Regions from separate parts of the Sus scrofa genome. Here all the other regions are linked to region 3. A link is a contact called in public Hi-C and promoter capture Hi-C data. All regions are on one chromosome and are shown on one strand. The core of a region is the stretch at or near the end of the contact, and the rest is flanking DNA. Distances in the headings are between cores, read along the strand shown.

Region 1 (3,877 bases), core at 338-2,837, 120 kb before region 3:
TCGAATTGGAGCTGTAGACCCCAGCCTACCTCAGAGCCACAGCAATGCAGGATCTGAGCCGCATCTGTGACCTACACCACAGCTCATGGCAACGCCAGATCATTAACCCACTGAGCAAGGGCAGGGATCGAACCCGCAACCTCATGATTCCTAGTCGGATACGTTAACCACTGCGCCATGACGGGAACTCCGAGATTTTTTTTTAATTTTAATGTTTTTTATTGAGGTATACTTGACATAGAATAGTACATAAGTTTCAGGTGTACAACATAGTGATTCATAATTTTTAAAGGTTATATGCCATTTACAGTTACTATGAAATACTGTGTGTTCCCTGTGTTGCACAATATAGCCTTATAGTTTATTTGTTTTATATATAGTAGGTCATACCTCTTAATCCCCTACCCCTATCTTGCCCATTCCCCCTTCCCTTTTCCTACTGGTAACCACATGTTTGTTCTCAGTATCTAGGAGTTTGTTTCTTTTTCGTTATATTCTCTAGTTTGTGGTATTTTTTCAATTCCACATATAAGTGATATCATACAGTATTTGTCTTTCTCTGACGCATTTCCCTTAGCATAATACCCTCCAAATCCATCCATGTTGTTGCAAAAGCCAAAATTTCACTCTTTGTTATGACTGAGTAGTATTCCATTGTGTCTGTATGTGTGTATGTGTGTATTGATCACATCTTCTTTATCCATCCATCTATTGATAGACACTTATGTTGCTCCCTTATCTTGGCAACTATAAATAATGCTGCTATGAACACTGGGATGCATGAATCTTTTTGATTTAATTTTCTCTCTCTCTCTCTCTCTCTCTCTTTTTTTTTTTTTTTTTTTTTTTTTTGCTATATACCCAGGAGTGGAATTGCTGGGTCATAGGGGAGTTCTAGTCCTAGCTTTTTGAGAAATCTCCATATTATGTGGCTGCACTAATTTACATTCCCACCAGCAGTGTACAAGGAATCCCTTTCAGGAGTCTGAGATTTGAGCTGAAGAATTCATCTGTGTGTTCTCTCTCTTTCTCTCTCTCTCTCCTGAGGAGTCCCCAGAGCACTAAGAAGAATGATAGGCACAGTGGTCCTGGCCCCCTGAGGCCCCAGGAAGAGGCCAGGAGCTGTGTCTCTGGACTGGAGCTGGGACAGCCCCCCCCACACACACCTGCTCATCCTCTGAGACCTGGCTCAGGTGTACCTGCCTGATCACCCCTGGTTGTAAGAGCCTGTCTCCCCATCTAGATTAGGATTTCTCCTGTGTCAGAGGTCTTTTCCTCTCTGCATCTTCAGTGTCCACCAGGCCGGGGTATGAATGTGAAAGGAAGGAATTGAAATGGGAGACGGGGGTGGGAGGAGTGGGGGGCAAAGATCAGGACGAAAGTTCCCACAGGGGCCACTCCAGATGCCTGAGAACTTTGGACAATGAGGAAGGAAACGACTTCTCCTCTCCTGCCTGTGACACCCCCTCCACAGGGGCAGGGGCAGGGGCTGGTCAGTCGCTGCTGGACATGGGTGTGCAGAGAGATGAGAAGAAACCTGCTTCCATTCTAGCCCGTGATGACTTATGAGCACTAAAGACCCATGTTTAGGTCATACCCCTTCCATGTCTCCATGAAGTCTGGGGGCCCAGCCTCACTGTCTCTATTTTCAGAAGGGGAATCAGATCAGAGAAGCTCAGTGTCTTCCCCAGAGCACCTGTCCGTTGGGGGAGAATTCAGATCAGAACTCTCAGCCACCAAGAAAACCACCCCGATCTGTTCTCCGTACAGCCAGGCCTGAGCACCCACCTTCTTTCCACTGTAATTGGGGAGGGGGCTCTTTTTAGGCAGGAGGGGTGGAGCTGAGGGGAGGAGCTGTCTGCGGGAGGTGGGTGGGGTGCGGGCAGCTCCACCTGTCGCTGCCGCCTGGGCAACGCTGGACCCAAGGAATGGCCCCTCCCCTCCGTTCCCCCCCCCCCCATAGTTCTCATCCATTGTCATCACACTGTCTCGGCACTGCTATATTTAAGGCCCGTGCAGGCTCCGGGATCACATTCTTCTTCCAGTCCCCGCCGAGCCCAGGGCAAGAGGAAACCCAGGACCCTCTCATCCTCTGAAAACTTCTCCCCAGAGACACCTAAGTAGACACAGCTGCTTCTGTGAGTCGCCTCCAGGGACGGTGCGGGAGGGGGTGCGGGGGGGGGGGTGGGTAGGAGGGGGATCTCCAAAGAGTGAAGACCTCAACTTTCCACTGGGAAGTGTGTGTGTGTGTGTGTGTGTGTGTGTGTGTGTGTGTTATATGTGTGTTGGGAAAGGATCCTGGGAGATTTGGAAAGAAAAAAGTAGACATATTTGGGCATTACCCCAAGTGGAAATGGAGGGAAATTCTAGAAAAAACAAAATCTCTGCCCCATCTCCCTATTCGATGAGGCCCTGGGTCTTCTGAGCTGAGCTTCTGTGATGTGAAAGCTACATTAAAAAAAAAAAAAAAAAAAAAAAAAAAAACAAGCCATTGAGGGATGCCCTGGGAAGTGGAGGCTTTCCTGCAGGAATTAGGAATCAGCAGGGACCAGAGTGGGCTGGCAGCTCTAGCAAACCTAGAGCACTGCTGGTGGAGCCCGGCTTGGCCTGCCCGGCAGGCAGGGGATGGGAGCAAGCCCGCAGGGCCAGGAGGGCTCTCATCCAGCCTGGGCTCATGGGCAGGAAACCGAGGCCCGGCAGGAAAGGCGCTGCCTCACTTCCTCAGCGGCCTCAGAAGCTGGTGGAACCGCTAAGCACACACCTCGGCCTGCCCGGACCCCTTGCATGGCTGTGTCCCAGCTCCCGCCCACAGCACCCAGCTCAGGGCTCTGAGTCACTCTGGCCCTGTGAGCTTCCCTTCCCCTCTGGAGGAGGAAGGAGGAGCAGAAGAGGCCTCCTGCCCCTTCTCACCGGGGGTGCTGTCAGGGGGCCAGTGGAAAACAACCTGAGGCTTGGGAGGGGAGGGGAGCAGTGGGGAGTGCCCAGGGCCTTGCACCCTCAGGGGGAAGGCCAGAGGGATGGTTCCCCTCCTGGCCCCCATACCGTCAAGCCCTCCCCGGTGGCCAGGCACACACAGTGTTCTGGAAAGAGGACGGGGAAGCTCCGATCTTCTCACTGCTTAATCCCAAGCCTCAGCCAGTGCTTTAAAAAGAATCGATGGCTCATCCGCTAAAGCCAGGGGTCTGGTTGCGGGCAGCGCAGGAGGTCAGGGATGAGCGCCAGGCCTGCCCCGCTGTGCTAATCAGGAACGGAGCAGGGAGCCAGCAGCTGGCGCCAGGGGACGTTAGCCTTAGCTGCCTCACCAGGGCCCCACGTCCCAGGAAAGCAGGGGCCTCTCCCACCCAAGGTGCTGGAAACTCTTTTCTTAGGCTGCAAGGAGGAGGGGGCAGAGAGAGCAGGCTGGTCATTCTTTGGGTGCAGGCAGCCCTTCTTCCTTGGGAGGGGCCAGATGGGAAGCCCAAGGGGTGACCATCCCCTTATGTTCAGCCAAGGTCATTGCAGGAAGCCAAGGAAGCTTCTCAGGCAGCCCTTGATCCCTGCTGACACTCTGCAGTAACCCAGTCCCCCTTGGGGCTCCACAAAAAAGCACCCAAAGGGAGCAAATTTTTAGGAACCAGAAGGATCCAATTCCCACTAAGACTGACTCTTAGCAGACTGAGCTCCCTCATGCCCCAGACAGGCCTTTCTAGGCCCCAGATCTCCAATGAGGCCCGCAGGCCCGCAGGCCCACCTCCACATCATGGACTTAGAGAGATGGTCCCCCACGTGCAAGCGCACACCCAGGTCAGAACACAATCTGCACACGCAAACTCCGCCATCACCAGCAGGTGGGGACAGGGCGGAGCTGGACTGCGTAGAAGCAGACGGGATAGAGCTG
Region 2 (3,921 bases), core at 876-3,375, 74 kb before region 3:
ACCACGTTAGCTGCCCACACGCAACTGTTTTTACTTACAAACATGCTTATTTCAGTCTCATGAGAGATTCAATCATAGGATGATATTATTTGTGAATTTCACCTCCAGATGGCCAAGTGGTCAACATTAAATATGTGTTATAAAGAGGGGCTCTGGTTCTGACAGAGGAGAAAGAGCTCAGAGCCAGATGTCAGAAGACTCCTATTCATTCCCCGTGGGTTGTGTGCCCTTGGGCAGGTCTCTGCACCTCTCTGTGCATCAGTTTGTGCATCTGTACAATGGGGCTCGTTGCTCCAGGATCAGGAGGAGTAATTGAGAAACTAGATTGGAAAGTTCTGCATAAAGATTAAGCATGGGGAGGAGTTCCCTTCCTGGGGCAGTAGTTAACGAATCCGACTAGGAACCGTGAGGTTTCGGTTCAATTCCTGGCCTTGCTCAGTGGGTTAAGGATCCGGCATTGTCGTGAGCTGTAGGGTAGGTCACAGACCTGGCTCGGATCCCGCGTTGCTGTGGCTCTGGGGTAAGCCGGCTGCTGCAGCTCTGATTGGACCCCTAGCCTGGGAACCTCCACATGCAGTGGGTGCGGCCCTAGAAAAGACCAAAAAAAAAAAAAGATTAACAAGGGGAGTTCTCTGGTAGCCTGGAGGATTAAGGACCTGGTGTTGTCACTGCCGTGGCTTGGGTCACTGCTGTGGCACAGCTTGGATCCCTGGCCTGGAGCATCTCTGCATGCAGTAGGAGCAGAGGGAAAAACAAAGATTAATAAGCATGACCCTGGCTCTCGGTAGGAAGTATAGCAAAGCCTGGACTCAAAACGCAACGCTAAGGCTATCAGATGCCCCATAGGAAAATAAAATAAAACCAGATGGTTCCTTCAAATCATACATACAAATAAAGCCAGAGGGAGTAAGGTCTTCAATGTAGAAAAGAAAATGTTGCAAAAATGTTAGACTGTGACCGATGTAAATGAGTGTTAATTCTGGGTAGCACGTACACAGGCTTTTTCGCATTTTTCCTTTAAAGTTTTAGGGGGATTTTTTTTTTCTATCAAATTGCAAAAGAAATGGAAAACAACTTCCTGTTGGCAGCGGACCAATAGGAGGTTGGGGGCTGATGGTTAACGGCAATTAAATCAAGGACGCAGACTCTTTGCCTGCGGGGCCCCAGGGTGTTTGTTCTCAGGGGCCGGGTGTGGGGACAACCCAGTATATACAGGAGAAGGTTACTCAGGAGTCCCCCTCTCCAGTCTCTGAAGGCTTCTAATGCTGCATATATCACCCCCAAATCCCACTTCGGCCAGACTTGTGCCCCATAAATTCCCTGGGATTGGAAAAGGGCAGGAAAGACTCTCTGGGTTTGTTCTCCCCAGAACCGCAAAATCAATTTTGTCCGAGAGAAGGGCCTGGTGGAAGTTATCATCCAGAACTTGACTGAGGACGACAAAGGGTCTTACACGGCCCAGCTCCAAGATGGAAAAGCCAAGAACCAGATCACTCTGGCTCTGGTGGATGACGGTCAGCTCTGCCCTGCACCTACCCTCGCCTCCTAACCCCCACCCCCGGCCCCACCCCTGCTCCGGTGCACCCCACGCACCTGGCCTCAGCTCCCAGCCCTGAGGTCTCTGTCCACCCTGACGCCCCCACTCTAGACCCTCCAGACCCGCGTTCCTCTCAATCACGCCAGTTCCCCTCTCTCTTCACAGAGTTTGACAAACTTCTGAGGAAGGCGGATGCCAAGAGAAGAGACTGGAAGAGAAAACAGGGTAAGAACTGCCTCGGCCACCAGGCCAGCAGTCATTGCTGGGGAACCACTGGGCTAGTGGGTTAATAAACCCCTCCACCCTACTGCCCGCCCCTGCCCCCGCCCCCGCGAGGGAAGGTCACTACCATTGGATCCAGTGTTGTCCTCCTCGTGCCAGAACAAAAGAGCACTTGCTTAACCCCGAGAATGAGCGCCGCCTTAAATTTTGCACCCTAAGGGCCTCCCTTACTTCATTCACCCCAGTCCCCGCCCTGATGGGGACGGAAATCCCAAAATCCGAGCGGCCAGTGGTCACTAGATGCCCCTCTTCAGCTGCCTTCCCCTGTCTCGCCACCAGGTGGCGCCCAGGCTAAGCCTGGCGCTCTGACCGATGGTCGTGTGTGTTTGTCCCTCCCAGGTCCGTATTTCGAGGAGCCTCTGCAGTGGAAGGTCACGGAGGACTGCCAAGTGCTGCTGACCTGCAAGGCAAATCCCCGCCCCCGCCTCCAGCCCTGCCCCCAAACCAATGGGGCCAGACCTGTGGCTGTTCCCAAGCCCCTTGCCCATCTTGCCCCACTCCTGGAAACACCATGCCCTGCGCTAGTCTGTTCCCCAGCAGAGGAAGTAGCCCTAAGAATTTTGTATTTAACCAGGAAACAAAATCCCAAGGAGCCGAGTTAGAGTGAGTTAGTGGGCGGGTGTTAGGTCAGCCTTGAGCTAGATCTGCCAGCTGCTCTGGGAGGGGTTTGGGGGGGTCAGGGGTCTGAGGGTGGATTCTGAGTGTCAGTCTTGCCAGACCCTGTGCTCAGCGCTTCAGGGCATTCTTTTATCTCAACTGCCTCACAGTCATCTGTGAGAGAGGCGTTATGATTCCACTTTACCCATGAGAAAATAAGCAGAGGAATAGCTCAAGACCACACAGTAAGAGAGAGCCTTGAGCTGGGGGAGTCAGAGGGTGTCTGACTCCAAAACATTTGCTCCTTCTCAGCACCCTGCAGCCTTTTAGATACAGGGGGAGGGCACACCCCATGAAGCGTAGCCGTTCAACCAATGCAGAGCACCTACTCTGCGTTAGACATTCTGCAAGCACTGGGCGTACAAAGATGAAACAGTGGTCTCCTTAGGCCTCTAGGATCCCACGGTCCAAAGCAAGATCATGGGAGAACAGCATGCCTCCTGCTGTGATGGAGGGGTGCAAGAAATTGATTACTCATGATAAGGGGCACTCTAGGAAGGCTTCCTGGAGGAGATGAGATAGGCATTTACAGGAAAAATGGAATAGGAGAAGGATTGAGAAGCAGAGGAAACATCATTAGCGAAAGTCCAGTGTCTAGAAGCCATCAGAAGAGACAGAGAGAAGTGGGGTGGGGGGGAAATGTGGGGGGGTCACATTTACAACAAAAGTTCTGACAAACTAAGTCTTCACTTAAAAGCCAAAGCCTGAAGGGGTCTCTTGACTCGGCACCTTCCTTAGGTGACCAACACCAAGAAAGAAACCCGCTTCCAGTGGTTCTTCCAGAAGAGAGAGTTCCCAGCTGGCCAGTATGACCCGCAGACAGGAGCAGGGCTTGTCTGCATTGAAGAGGTAAGGGTAGCTCTGACTTCAGGGCTCCGCCTCCAGGCAGTGCCCGGAGCACAGGGCGGGGAGTCAGGAGAGGGCAAGGCAAGCAGGCACTCAACTCATGCACAGACTTTAGGGGGCGCTAAAATCTCAGTGATCAAGATAAATAATTCATTTCATGCAATCATTTTAAAAATCAAAAGGAATGCCAAACAAAGACTATAGAGAAAACAATGCCAAAAGTTTAAAGACAGGCTCAATAATACTGATTTTTCCTCTCATTTGGATTTCACTCCTGGCCCTGCCACTGACTGTGTAGCCTTGGGCTAGTCACTGTCCCTCTCTGACCTCAATTTTCATCTATAACTCGAGCAAGTCAAAAGGGACGCTCTCTCATATATTCCTTCCTGCCCCTGCAGCCTGAGATGTGGGATAGGAAGGCTGTCTCTATGAAACAGTCTGGGCTAGAGCAGAGCAGGCCTGGAGGTTCCCAGGTTAGGGGTTGAATCAGAGCTGCAGCTGCCGGCCTAAGCCACAGCCACAGCAACACCAGATCCAAGCCAAGTCTGCGACCTACACAGCTCACGGCAACACCGGATCCTTTAACCCACTGAGCAAGG
Region 3 (4,135 bases), core at 1,215-3,714:
CCACGGCAACACCAGATCCGAGCTGTATCTATGGACTTAGGCCACAGATCAAAGCAATGCCAGATCCTTAACCTACTGAGCAAGGCCAGGGATCGAACCTGCAACTTCATGGATGCTAGTTGGATTCTTTATCCACTGAGCCTCAACGGGAACTCCAGAATAATAACATTAATACACTATTTATTGATCACCTACTATGTGTAAGACTCTTTTCATGTATTACCACATTTAATCCTTGTAAAATCCTATCAGTTATAAATGTTTCATCCTTATCTTTGAATGAGAAAGTTGAGGCTCAGGGGTACTAACTAAATGCTAAGTCATATGCTAGTATGACTCCCAATTTTAACACTTACAGAAATGCTTAGAAACGTGGAAATGTTCTCGAAGGAATGAGTTCTGAATGGTGTGATCACAGGGGATGTTTGTTGCTTTTGTAGGTTTATTTCCAAAATGTTAACAATAAATGCAGAGCATTTACATCTAGGAAAAATGTTATTTTAAGATATTAAAATGAGGCTAAGATATAACAAGTGATTTTTTTTTTTGCCTTAGGCAGATTCGACGTAGCAATCCATGTATTAGAATAGATCATCTCAGGAATAATATGAACAAATGCATTAGTGGTTAATCCACCCACAAAGCAAACTAGTGGGAGGCTGTGGTTCAAAGAAGAGCCTGTACTTAGGTAAATTGATGTGTTTACATGTGTGCCCCAAAGTGTCTGATCCAAAAGGAAGGAATATCTAAAAGGGAACACTGAGTCCTCTTCTGTCTGGGAAACTTGGCTTGTTGCCTGCTCACCAGAGTGAGAAGATGTCTAGGAAATACCAGGCACGTCTTATTAAACACATTTAAAGAGCAGGCTTCTAGATGATTATTTTCCTATGGAGACAAAGATAGTGCCCAGCCCCATCCTTGGCAATTGTCGGAATGAAACCGTTGTAGCCATAAAATTAAGCTTGATGAATTGACTCAAGGATTTGGCTTTGCTTACAGAGACAGGCTGATAATTCCAACACATGATATGTCTGCCATTGCCCACAAATCAGGAAAGAAGCTGTTTCGGGATCAAGGAAATCCATAGACTTCACTTTCCGCTTTACCTTGGGGTCTTATTTGTGCAATTCTGAGAACAGCACCCAAGGAAAGTTGTTTTCTGACATCAATCTCAATGAAACATAATTTCTTCAAGAAGAGGCACAGTGCCAACAGACTGTTCTCAGAGATTAATATTTGGTTTTCAAAAAAATTACCAACTCTGGTATTCTGTGGTGCTCTTGACTACACATGGTAGCACTTTTTGTGAGGAAGGGTTGTACTTGCAAAATTCCTTGGTGTATCTCCTCGTCCACCTGTCACTGCCGCCTCCCACCACCTGCTGCAGATTTATAATTTGGTAAACTGCCCATCTCAGGCCCCAGATGAAAGGTGTTTACTTTCTCTACTTTTCGCAGTATCTTTTTCAAGACTCTGGGATCCTAAAGCACAAAAAATCAAAGGTGCACTTGGTGTGTGAGGCAGGAAGCAACTCCAGTGAGTGAAGTATTTGTACCTCACTTTCTCCTATTGTTTCTCAAGGCATTATGAGTGATAATAATAATCGCTAACATTCATGGAGGCTTCATGGCTGTGCCACCTGTGCAAATGCAAAGGACCCTGCTCTCAGACTTAATGCTCTGCTACTGTGATCTTAATTTTTGAATGTTTTCATTTTGCCCCGAGATCCACAAATTATTGGAGAAACACTGCAATACACGAACAAGGCATACCCATGAAGTTGTTAGCAAGGAATACACTGTAGATGACAACAGAGACCAAGATGTGAGGTTTGCGTCCCATTTTGGTAGGGAACGGCCTTTAATTAGGAGCAAACAGCGTGGATAGGTGAGGAAATGACCAAGAAGGGTACGTGAGGAGTAGCCTGGGCAAAGGCGCTCAGGGAGTGAGCCCATCGCGTACAAGACTCACTGGAGAGACAGGCCTATCTCTCTGCAAGGACACACATCTCCTTCCTTTTCACACTAACACCAGAGGCTGTAAATTCTTCTCTTGCCGGTCAGCGATCTAATATAACGTGGGCCAGATAGAAAAAAGTAAGGCAGTCTTTCCGAATTATAATATTTAAACTCCGTCTAGTTTGTAAAAACCATACAGTCTAGCGTACTTTAAAGCATCTGACCTGGGGGGTTAGGAGGGGGAAAAGAGGTGCAAGGCAGAAAAGGGCGGGAAAATAAAGCACTAAAGAAAGAGCGGGCTGCGGGGGGGGAAGAGGAGGAAGCTCGAGAGGCCAATGAATGAGACCGAGGCTGCGGCACGTACTCCAGCGGTCCGCATGCGCAGGCGCACGCCGGATGATCTCGCGGGAGAGAACCGTTGCAGGTAGGAGGGGGAGGCGGGAGTGAAGTCTCGCGAGAAGGGGCGGTTGCCGTAGCGGAGCCCTCTGGCTGTGTGTGTCTGAGGATCCGCCGCCAGAGCTGCGGACGGTTTGCTGAGCCCGTTAGTGTCCGTGCTGAGACTTACGCCGCAGTCATGTCTCGGTATCTGCGTCCCCCCAATACGTCTCTGTTCGTGAGGAACGTGGCCGACGATACCAGGTAGGTACAGGGGAGGTACCCCGGGGCCTTAGCGGGGAGGCCGCAGGCTCGGAGAGGACCCGTGCGGCGGCGGCGGCGGCGCGCTGGGCCGGGGGAGGGGAAGGGGTGAAGATGGCGGGTCCCGCGCCGGCTTTCGGGCCCGAACTAGGCCGCGCTGTCGCTGACGGCTCAACCGCCGCGTTGGGGCGAGGGCGGCGCCGCTAGTCCTCCGGGGCCGCCGCGAGAGCGCGGGCCGCGTGGCGGGGTTTCAGTCCCCTCCCCTTCGCAGTTCGGGGGAGGGGGAGCTTCCTCTTCGTTTTCCCTCCACGCGTCCAGCCCGCGCCGAACGTCCGCTCCCCGTTGATTTGAAGTTCACGTTTTTTGAGGTGCAGGCATCCTCGGCCCAGAAAATTTTTTTTAGTTAAAAATTGCTTTGCGGTGAAATAACGGGATCGAGGGAGGGGAATGTGGCGAAGCACTTGCTACGCTATTTTTGGTTGCCGTTGTGTTACATTTGCGTGGTTTTTTTTTTTAAACGTTGGAGGTGTTCGGAGAAAGGGAATGTTGAGATTAGAGAAAAAAAATAACGGTTAAACAGTACAAACTAGTTCTTCCCATTTCCCGGAAATAGTGGTCACCCTTTGAAAAGGGAAGTTTAGGAAGCCTCTACCATTAGAACGTTGATAGCTAAATTGGATTAATCCAGTCCGTTCCTTTGTTCTCACCAATTCCCTTAATTGCTTGGAGTTGCCGTCAGAATTTTTTGGAAGAGATCTTATTACAAGATGAAACTTTGTATCACAAATAATCATTTTACACAAAAATTAATTTTGGTAGCCTTGTGTGATGTTTTCCTGTCCTAATTCTAAGTAAGAAAGTAAGCAATAGTAATTTGCGTCTAGGAAACTTTCCCTTTTATGTCACTTTTACATTTATTAAGGAATTATGTATACTTGTGACTTATTTCTCAAACCATATCTCCCAACTGTGGCTAAAACTTAGAGGTAATAATAAGTGCTTGGTAATTTTCAGAATACTAGAGTAGCAGTACTTAAATACAACTTAAGGCTATTGTGCCTTTTATGAAAAATGAAGGCTGTGGATAAAAACAAGTGCTAAGTTGGAATCAAGTTTCTTTAAATGTCTTTTTTCCTGTTGTTAATGTGAAATAGTAATAAGTTTTATTATAAACTGCATTTTTACCTTCCAAAATCTTGGATTCTAGCTTTCCTTTTTCAAAAAGACATGTATATTCTTACAGTTGGTTATTGATGTTGAGTGAAATTTAGAAAGCTTGTCCATTTCTTGTCACCCAGGAACATAGCACAGTCTCTTTAATTACAGAAAGAAACCTGTTTCTGAAATATTTCAGAAAGAAACCTATTTCTTACAAATAAACTTTAAAAGTAGTAAACATAAAAATTTGGGGTCTTTTCATGATGTTTTAGGTCTGAAGATTTGCGACGTGAATTTGGTCGTTATGGTCCTATAGTTGATGTGTATGTTCCACTTGATTTCTACACTCGTCGTCCAAGAGGATTTGCATATGTTCAATATCC

Evidence for each region. Promoter capture Hi-C pulls out the DNA fragments that hold promoters and counts their contacts. Hi-C and Micro-C count contacts between places; a contact is called where the count stands out from the background.
Region 1: a contact with region 3 is called in a promoter capture Hi-C map of fetal skeletal muscle, with 3 times the contacts expected there. The contact joins the promoter of MYOM3 here to the promoter of SRSF10 in region 3. A contact is called at or near these places in 1 of 5 promoter capture datasets (fetal skeletal muscle) and 1 of 47 Hi-C or Micro-C datasets (liver).
Region 2: a Hi-C map of skeletal muscle shows a contact between it and region 3, with 5 times the contacts expected there. The contact joins the enhancer-like site here to the promoter of SRSF10 in region 3. A contact is called at or near these places in 1 of 5 promoter capture datasets (fetal skeletal muscle), 15 of 47 Hi-C or Micro-C datasets (alveolar macrophages, embryonic fibroblasts, epiblast stem cells and 6 more) and 2 of 2 datasets of contacts at active chromatin or transcription factors (alveolar macrophages and skeletal muscle).

The regions. Positions count from the first base shown.
Region 1 is chr6:81,857,216-81,861,092 of Sscrofa11.1, reverse strand. It overlaps MYOM3 (myomesin-3), which reads left to right and starts at 1,587. Exons shown (of 38, transcript XM_021095533.1): 1 at 1,587-1,800; 2 at 2,010-2,138.
Region 2 is chr6:81,813,530-81,817,450 of Sscrofa11.1, reverse strand. It overlaps MYOM3 (myomesin-3), which reads left to right. Exons shown (of 38, transcript XM_021095533.1): 27 at 1,370-1,514; 28 at 1,703-1,762; 29 at 2,159-2,226; 30 at 3,215-3,325. Among named protein-coding and RNA genes, the nearest start is that of MYOM3, 44 kb to the left of the region's middle. Within about 2 kb of position 2,125, at least 35 of the 83 cell types and tissues checked have an H3K27ac peak or open chromatin away from gene starts, as enhancers often do. A contact at or near this core is called in alveolar macrophages, fetal skeletal muscle, liver and 3 more, where this site is marked.
Region 3 is chr6:81,739,776-81,743,910 of Sscrofa11.1, reverse strand. SRSF10 (serine and arginine rich splicing factor 10) reads left to right here and starts at 2,464. Exons shown (of 6, transcript NM_001244368.1): 1 at 2,464-2,597; 2 at 4,025-4,129. The coding sequence starts at 2,533.